Linked DNA regions of Zea mays: region 1 is linked to region 2. The links are chromatin contacts, called in public Hi-C maps. All regions are on one chromosome and are shown on one strand. The core of a region is the stretch at or near the end of the contact, and the rest is flanking DNA. Distances in the headings are between cores, read along the strand shown.

Region 1 (3,137 bases), core at 415-2,914, 130 kb after region 2:
GCGGCGATTTCTCTGCTCCTTTGGTTCTCACTCTCTGTTTCATGTCACTCGAGAATTTATCGAACGACGCAGGCAGAGAATGGGCGCTGGTCGGGGAAGACGGCGTCGACCTAGCGCTGGTTGATTTTGCCTTCGAGCTAACCACGTCCTTCTTGTCCGAGAGGAGGCCATTGAGCGCCTGTTTCGAGAGGTTGGAGTTCGACTTGGTGAGCTGGGGCTTCTTGCTCTCTGTGCCGTTGCTCTTGGGAGGAGCATTGATCTTCTCTAACCTGCCCTGCTCTTTCTCTAGCGACAGGGCACCGGCATCCTTGGAACTACCATTGGTGGAGGAGGCTTGGGCGGCCTTGCCGCTGCCAAGAAGAAAAGTGGAGGAGCTGGTCACCACAAGATCCTCCGGGCTGCCGACGCAGGCATGGCGGCCCGGGACCGGCCTGACCCCCCTGAGGATCGGCACCGGGGTGGCTGCCTCGAGACGGTCGACATGGACGAACTGCCCCAGCTGGATGACGTCGCTGAGGATGAGGTCGTGCTGCTCGTCCGGCAGCGACACGTAGGTGGCGTGCGACGAGTCGGACACCTTGAGGTAGAACCCCTGGTTGGTGAACAGGTCGCTCCCGGCGAGCGCGGGCACGATGCTGACGACCTGGAGCAGCGACGACCGGTGCTCGCCCGCGACCTTGACGTCGCTGTTCATGTGCTGCAGGAGCTTGAGGAGGACCCCGGGTACCAGCGACGCCATCGCTGCAGCTCCTAGCGCCGCATTTACCTGCGCAGTGTTGAGCCCTGGTTCAGTAACCCCACTCCAATATGTAGGCTAAGCAGTGGAGCCTTCTGAGAGAACAATGATGTTGTCGGTAGCCATGGCAAAAGCGGATCACTCCAAGCTACCTAATGCAAATAAAGGCTGCGCGCGCGCGGCTTTACAACCAGAGCAGCAAATCCAGATGAGCATGTCGGTAGCCTTGGCGAGCGAAATGAGCAACAAGTTCAGGTAGATCAAAACAGATTTCACCCTTTTTTTTCCCATGCTAATTAACAAGAAAGCAAACAATCTTGTGAAGCCAACAGCAAAGGCAGAGCACAGTGCCGTAAGGAGGAGGAGGTGAACTAGTAAAGAGGTGTACTAGAAACGGTGGCTACAATGAGTAAGGACGGCGTTGTTCGTCGCAAGGGCATTCAATTGGGTCCGGAAAGGGATACGGGTACTAGCGCATGGCCGCCAGTCTCGACTCTAGAGACGAGAAGGTGATGGGAGTCGAGACGAGAAGACGATGGGTAAGGAGGAGGAGAAGCAAACACACCTCGTGATGGACTGCCGAATCCCGCAAGGCCCGATCCCTTCCTCCGGCCTCACTTCGGTCTGCTCTTCTTCAGTCTCTTCTTCGTCCTCCTCTCAACGCTCGCCCTGAGTCGGCGGCTGCTGCAGGCGTGCGGCCTACGATCTTTGAAAAGCGCGGAAGGCTTTCCGCTTCCTGCTCAGGGAGAAGAAGGAGAGGGGGAGGGTCTCTCCTGCTGGCCTTGTCGCATCCAGGACAGGAATCCCCGCCGGTTGGCTGCAGGAGGCGGTGACGACTGACGAGATGAACCAACCAGGAGGCGACGGTGTCCTCCTCTCCTGGACCCTGGTGCGTGCGCGCTGGGAGCCTGGGAGGCGTGGTGCTTCTCTCTCCTCTCCTCTGCGCGTGCTCGCTGTCTCTCTCTAAAAAGCAGAGGAGGGTCGCACGCGAGGCAGGGCAGGCTGCTCCTGCGCCGGCGAGGACAGATGGCAACTGTGCTGTGGAAAAGCTGCGTGGAAAGGAGCCAAGGAGGTGCGGGCCCCGCCGACCCAGTGTCCGCGGGCGGCCTTGTGTTGCGGTGAGGCGTCGCTTTCGACGGAGGAGGGTAGTAAACTGGAGTGGAGTTCCAAGTATGGGCAGGTCAGTCGAGGAAGCCCCAAAACCTTCTTTATTATTATTTTATTATAAATTCAGTTGCAAAAGAGTTTCAAGTTACAGTTACCTAGGCTGTTGTAGAGATTTTATTCTAGTTTCGTTTTATTAAAGCTAGTTTGGAAACCCTAATTTTTTTAAAAAAATTATTTACTAAGAAAAATATAAATGAAAATCACTTGGTAAAATGAGATTTCCAAACTAGACCTTAAATGCCTTTCTATTATAAGTATAATGGCATACCAATGATTTCATAAAAAGAAAGATAAATACAGTTTTATGTCAGGTAAGAGTAGAGATGGCCAAACGGGCCGTCCGGCCCGGCTCGGGCACGGTGAAGCCCGACCCGTTTTAGGCCCGGTCCGCCAGACACGGTTAGAAAACCGGGTCGGGCCGTCTAAGCACGCGGGCTCAATTTCCTGTCCAAGCCCGGGCCGCAGCGGGCCTAAACGGGCACGAAAAAATGGGCCGAAAAGCGGGCTAAGCGGGCCGGTAAGCACGTTTTAGTGTAAAAAAGCGGGTTTAACGGGCTTAGAGGTAAACATGTCGTACCGGGCTAGCCCACCGTGCCTAGTTTCCTGTCCGAGCCTGGTCCGCTTATTCGTGCCGGGCCGGCCCGGGCCCGCATAGAATCGGGCCGTGTCGGGCTCAGACCGGGCCCAAACAGCGGGCTTCGTGCCGGGCTCGCGGATCTCGTGCTTATTGGGCATCTATAGGTAAGTGTGTTTTATTTAGATTATCCTACACGGTTTTATAGACAAAAACTGATATAATATTTTTAAAAATACTGCAATAAAATTCTGCTCCGTGAACAGCCTATGACCACTGTATCATCTTTTTAGAGTGAATTTCATTCGCACAATACTCTACAAAGCTATATTTACCTCGTCAAGTCAGTAAATTTGCTAACTTGTCACCATATTAAAAAATACTCGCTCCATCCTAAAAAAAATATGATGCGTATTTTTTTGGCACTCCAAATTTTTAAATATGATGCATATTTGGTCAATGAGGAATAACTCCCCAGGAATTCGTAAATTTTTACAGAATGTGGGGAGAAGTTTCCCAATTTTTATGGAATTTCTATAGAGAACTGCATATTTCTTTTTATAAGAACTTTGAACATTTATTTTTTTAAAACGTGCCTTTAATAAATATAAAATGAACATCATGTCAAATTACTTTTGAATACAAATCCAAATATATAAC
Region 2 (2,793 bases), core at 175-2,674:
CAACCTCCACAGTGGGCTCGCCGCAGCTTTTCGCCATTCCGACGCCGATGAGAGAGGAGGGGCTTAAGGTTCCACGATCTTGAGACACAGTGGGTTCATGCGCGCGGGGAGTCAGGGGTTTGGAGCACTGGAATCGCGTGGTAGGCAGGCACGGTTGCGACGGCGGTGCGCGCGGGGGAGTGCTTCGTGCAGGCGTTGCGGTTCGCGGCTGACAGTTGGCAACAAGAAGGTATAACGATAATTAATGTTTCTATACATCTCAATATATCTTATCATTATATGTTAACTCCATAGCAACGCACGGGCATACACCTAGTTTTTATATTAAGACTTTAGAAGCCGCTCCGCTCTTTTTTTATTAAAAATCAAACATTCAAAAATAGAAATATAATTCAAAATAGAAATATAGTCACTCTATTCTCCTTCAATACTCAAACAAACACACCCGTCGGCAGTAGCTCACCCGCTCACAAAGTTTCGTTTTCGGACAGAGCAGAGAGCACGGAGATTGGAGACTACCGTGCGTGCGCGATCTTTCTTTCCATAAAACAAAAAGGTAAAAAGAAATTCCTTAAGCAAGGCAACTCGCTTAACATTTCGCGCGGCGCCGACACAACACAACAAACAGAGAAGACAGGCAGCGGCAGGGCGGCAGCGGCCACCTCCATCTCCCAGCCCCGCTCCCCAAATCTCAGCCCCGCTCCTTCCCAGTCCCAGTCCCAGATCCAGGATGTCCTCCTCCGACCCGGACGACGCCCCCGACGGGGGCGAGGACTCGCCCCTCTTCCGCCGCAGCGGGGGGCCGTCCTCCGGCGGCACCGTTGGCGACGTCCCCGTCTCGCAGTCGCTCATCAAGGCGGCAAGCAACGTGTGCTTCTCCCTCTTCGTGCTCGCCGTCCTCGTCGTCACCGTCGTCGCCGTCACATACCAGCCGCCGGACCCCTGGCTCCAGTCCTCCGCCGCCATCACCACCTCGCTCTCCCGCGTCCTCCCCAACTCCACCTTCCTCGTCCCCGACGACTCGCTCCTCCCCACCGGCGAGGATTTCAACTCCTCCACCGCCGTCCCAGCCCCGGTGCGGGATGAAGATGACGCGGCTGCGGCCGTCAGCGCCGCCTCCGCCGCGGCCGCGGGCAACAGGACCTGCGACCCGGATTCGCGGCGGGGGGGGGGGGGGGGGGGGAGTGCTTCGCGCGTGCGCTTCGCGGCGGGCGGCGTGCGTGTGGTAGGTGAGGAGTTCGGTAGCGGCTGGCGTGCGGGAGTCGCGGCGGCTGGCGTGCGGCGGGCGGTTCGCGCAGGCGGGGGCAGTCTACAGATGTGTCTTAATAGTTGTAGAGATGAGGAATGAAGTGGTGATGAATCAACTCATTCTATTCAACAAACCAAATAAAAATATAAGGAGTGAGAAGAAGATGGATCACTTCATTCTTCAAACAAACACACGCTTAGTCGGCTGCGACCTCGACGCTAAAATACGTGCCACCGAGATCTGCATCAGCTCGATATCCGACATCCGGTAGTTCCGCACCATGGCTTATAGAGTCGAGCGAATGGTTCAAAATCCACAGTACGTTGTTAAGGAAAGTGATTTTTTTTTTGGAAAACAAATCGGTCACGCGGCACATAGAAACCCAAAAGAAACGCCATTGAAAACGCGACTGGGGCACGCAACTCTATCGATCTCCGCCCACCTCGTCCCTCACTTGCCCTCTCCCTGCCAGGCTTGCCGGAACCCTAGCCTCATCGCCCCTCCCCTCCCGGCCCGATCTCCCTATCGCCGGATTCGTGCTGCGGGATGGACTCCGACGTGGAGATGAACGCCGCCAGCGACGAGGAGGTGATGGACGATGAGGATTACTACGACTACTGCTACAGCGACGTGGGTGACGACGGCGACGGCGGGAGCGAGGAGGAGCTGGTGCCCGTGGACTACGACGAGGGCCTTGAGGCCGAGGGTACCGACGAGGTGGTGTCCAGACGCGAGCAGGTGAGGCCGATGCTGCGAGCATGAGGCGGATAGGGAGCTGCTTAGTTATCACTGGAATCCTTGGGTTTTGAGCTCGGATGTGTTGGGATAGGCTGAAAAGTTGGCGTGCTCCTGCCGGAATTGAATGATGTTTTTAGTTCAGTAATTTTTTAGATAATGGAAAAAATTCAGTTCCGGCCTTTGCTTGTATACGGCCTTACAAAACAGTCCACACAAATCTTGAACAAACTAGAAGTGACATAGAATGCTGTTTTTTAGTTCAGTTTATCCATTTCATAAGATGAAATGTGATAGCTCAGTGGCAATTTTTGCGATCTGTGCATGTACTGGAGCGCTAGAGTGGTAGTGATGTAGTGAAGTGCTAGAGTGGTAGCGATTTAGATCAATTCATTCATAAATCAGTGAAGTGTTAAGATCGGTTCATAGACTTTTATTAGAACTGGCCGTCTACTGCAAATTGATGATCATTTCAGTGCTGTGGCTGCTGCCCTATATGCACTGCTGAGTGTTGGTTTGTATATGTGCTGAATTCGGCTTAGAAGTAGCACTGCAGCAGCTTCCATCTCTTCTTGATCAACCATTAGTATTACGGTCCTAGATGAGTGCTGTGCTGCCTCTTGTTGGCTCCATCAAGCGTCTTAGATGAGTGATCACGCTTGGTCTCTTTGTGTTGCTTTGCTCTTCTGCCCATATTTTTTGCTCCATGGGATACTCTTGAGTTTTGCTAAAATGGGAGTTGCATTTGCTATCAACAGACATTTGTGGTTCTAAATGAAGAAGTTATATCTGAGCGTCAAGAGGAAGAT

Evidence for each region. Hi-C and Micro-C count contacts between places; a contact is called where the count stands out from the background.
Region 1: a Hi-C map of leaf shows a contact between it and region 2, with 2.3 times the contacts expected there. The contact joins the promoter of LOC100275431 here to the promoter of LOC103645186 in region 2. A contact is called at or near these places in 5 of 25 Hi-C or Micro-C datasets (ear, leaf and tassel).

Annotation. Positions count from the first base shown.
Region 1 is chr1:200,751,295-200,754,431 of Zm-B73-REFERENCE-NAM-5.0, forward strand. It overlaps LOC100275431, which reads right to left and starts at 1,665. Exons shown (of 5, transcript NM_001149505.2): 1 at 1,302-1,665; 2 at 1-766. The coding sequence starts at 739.
Region 2 is chr1:200,619,647-200,622,439 of Zm-B73-REFERENCE-NAM-5.0, forward strand. It overlaps LOC103645186 (probable E3 ubiquitin-protein ligase ARI8), which reads left to right and starts at 1,425. Exons shown (of 15, transcript XM_020546643.3): 1 at 1,425-1,987; 2 at 2,743-2,793. The coding sequence starts at 1,796.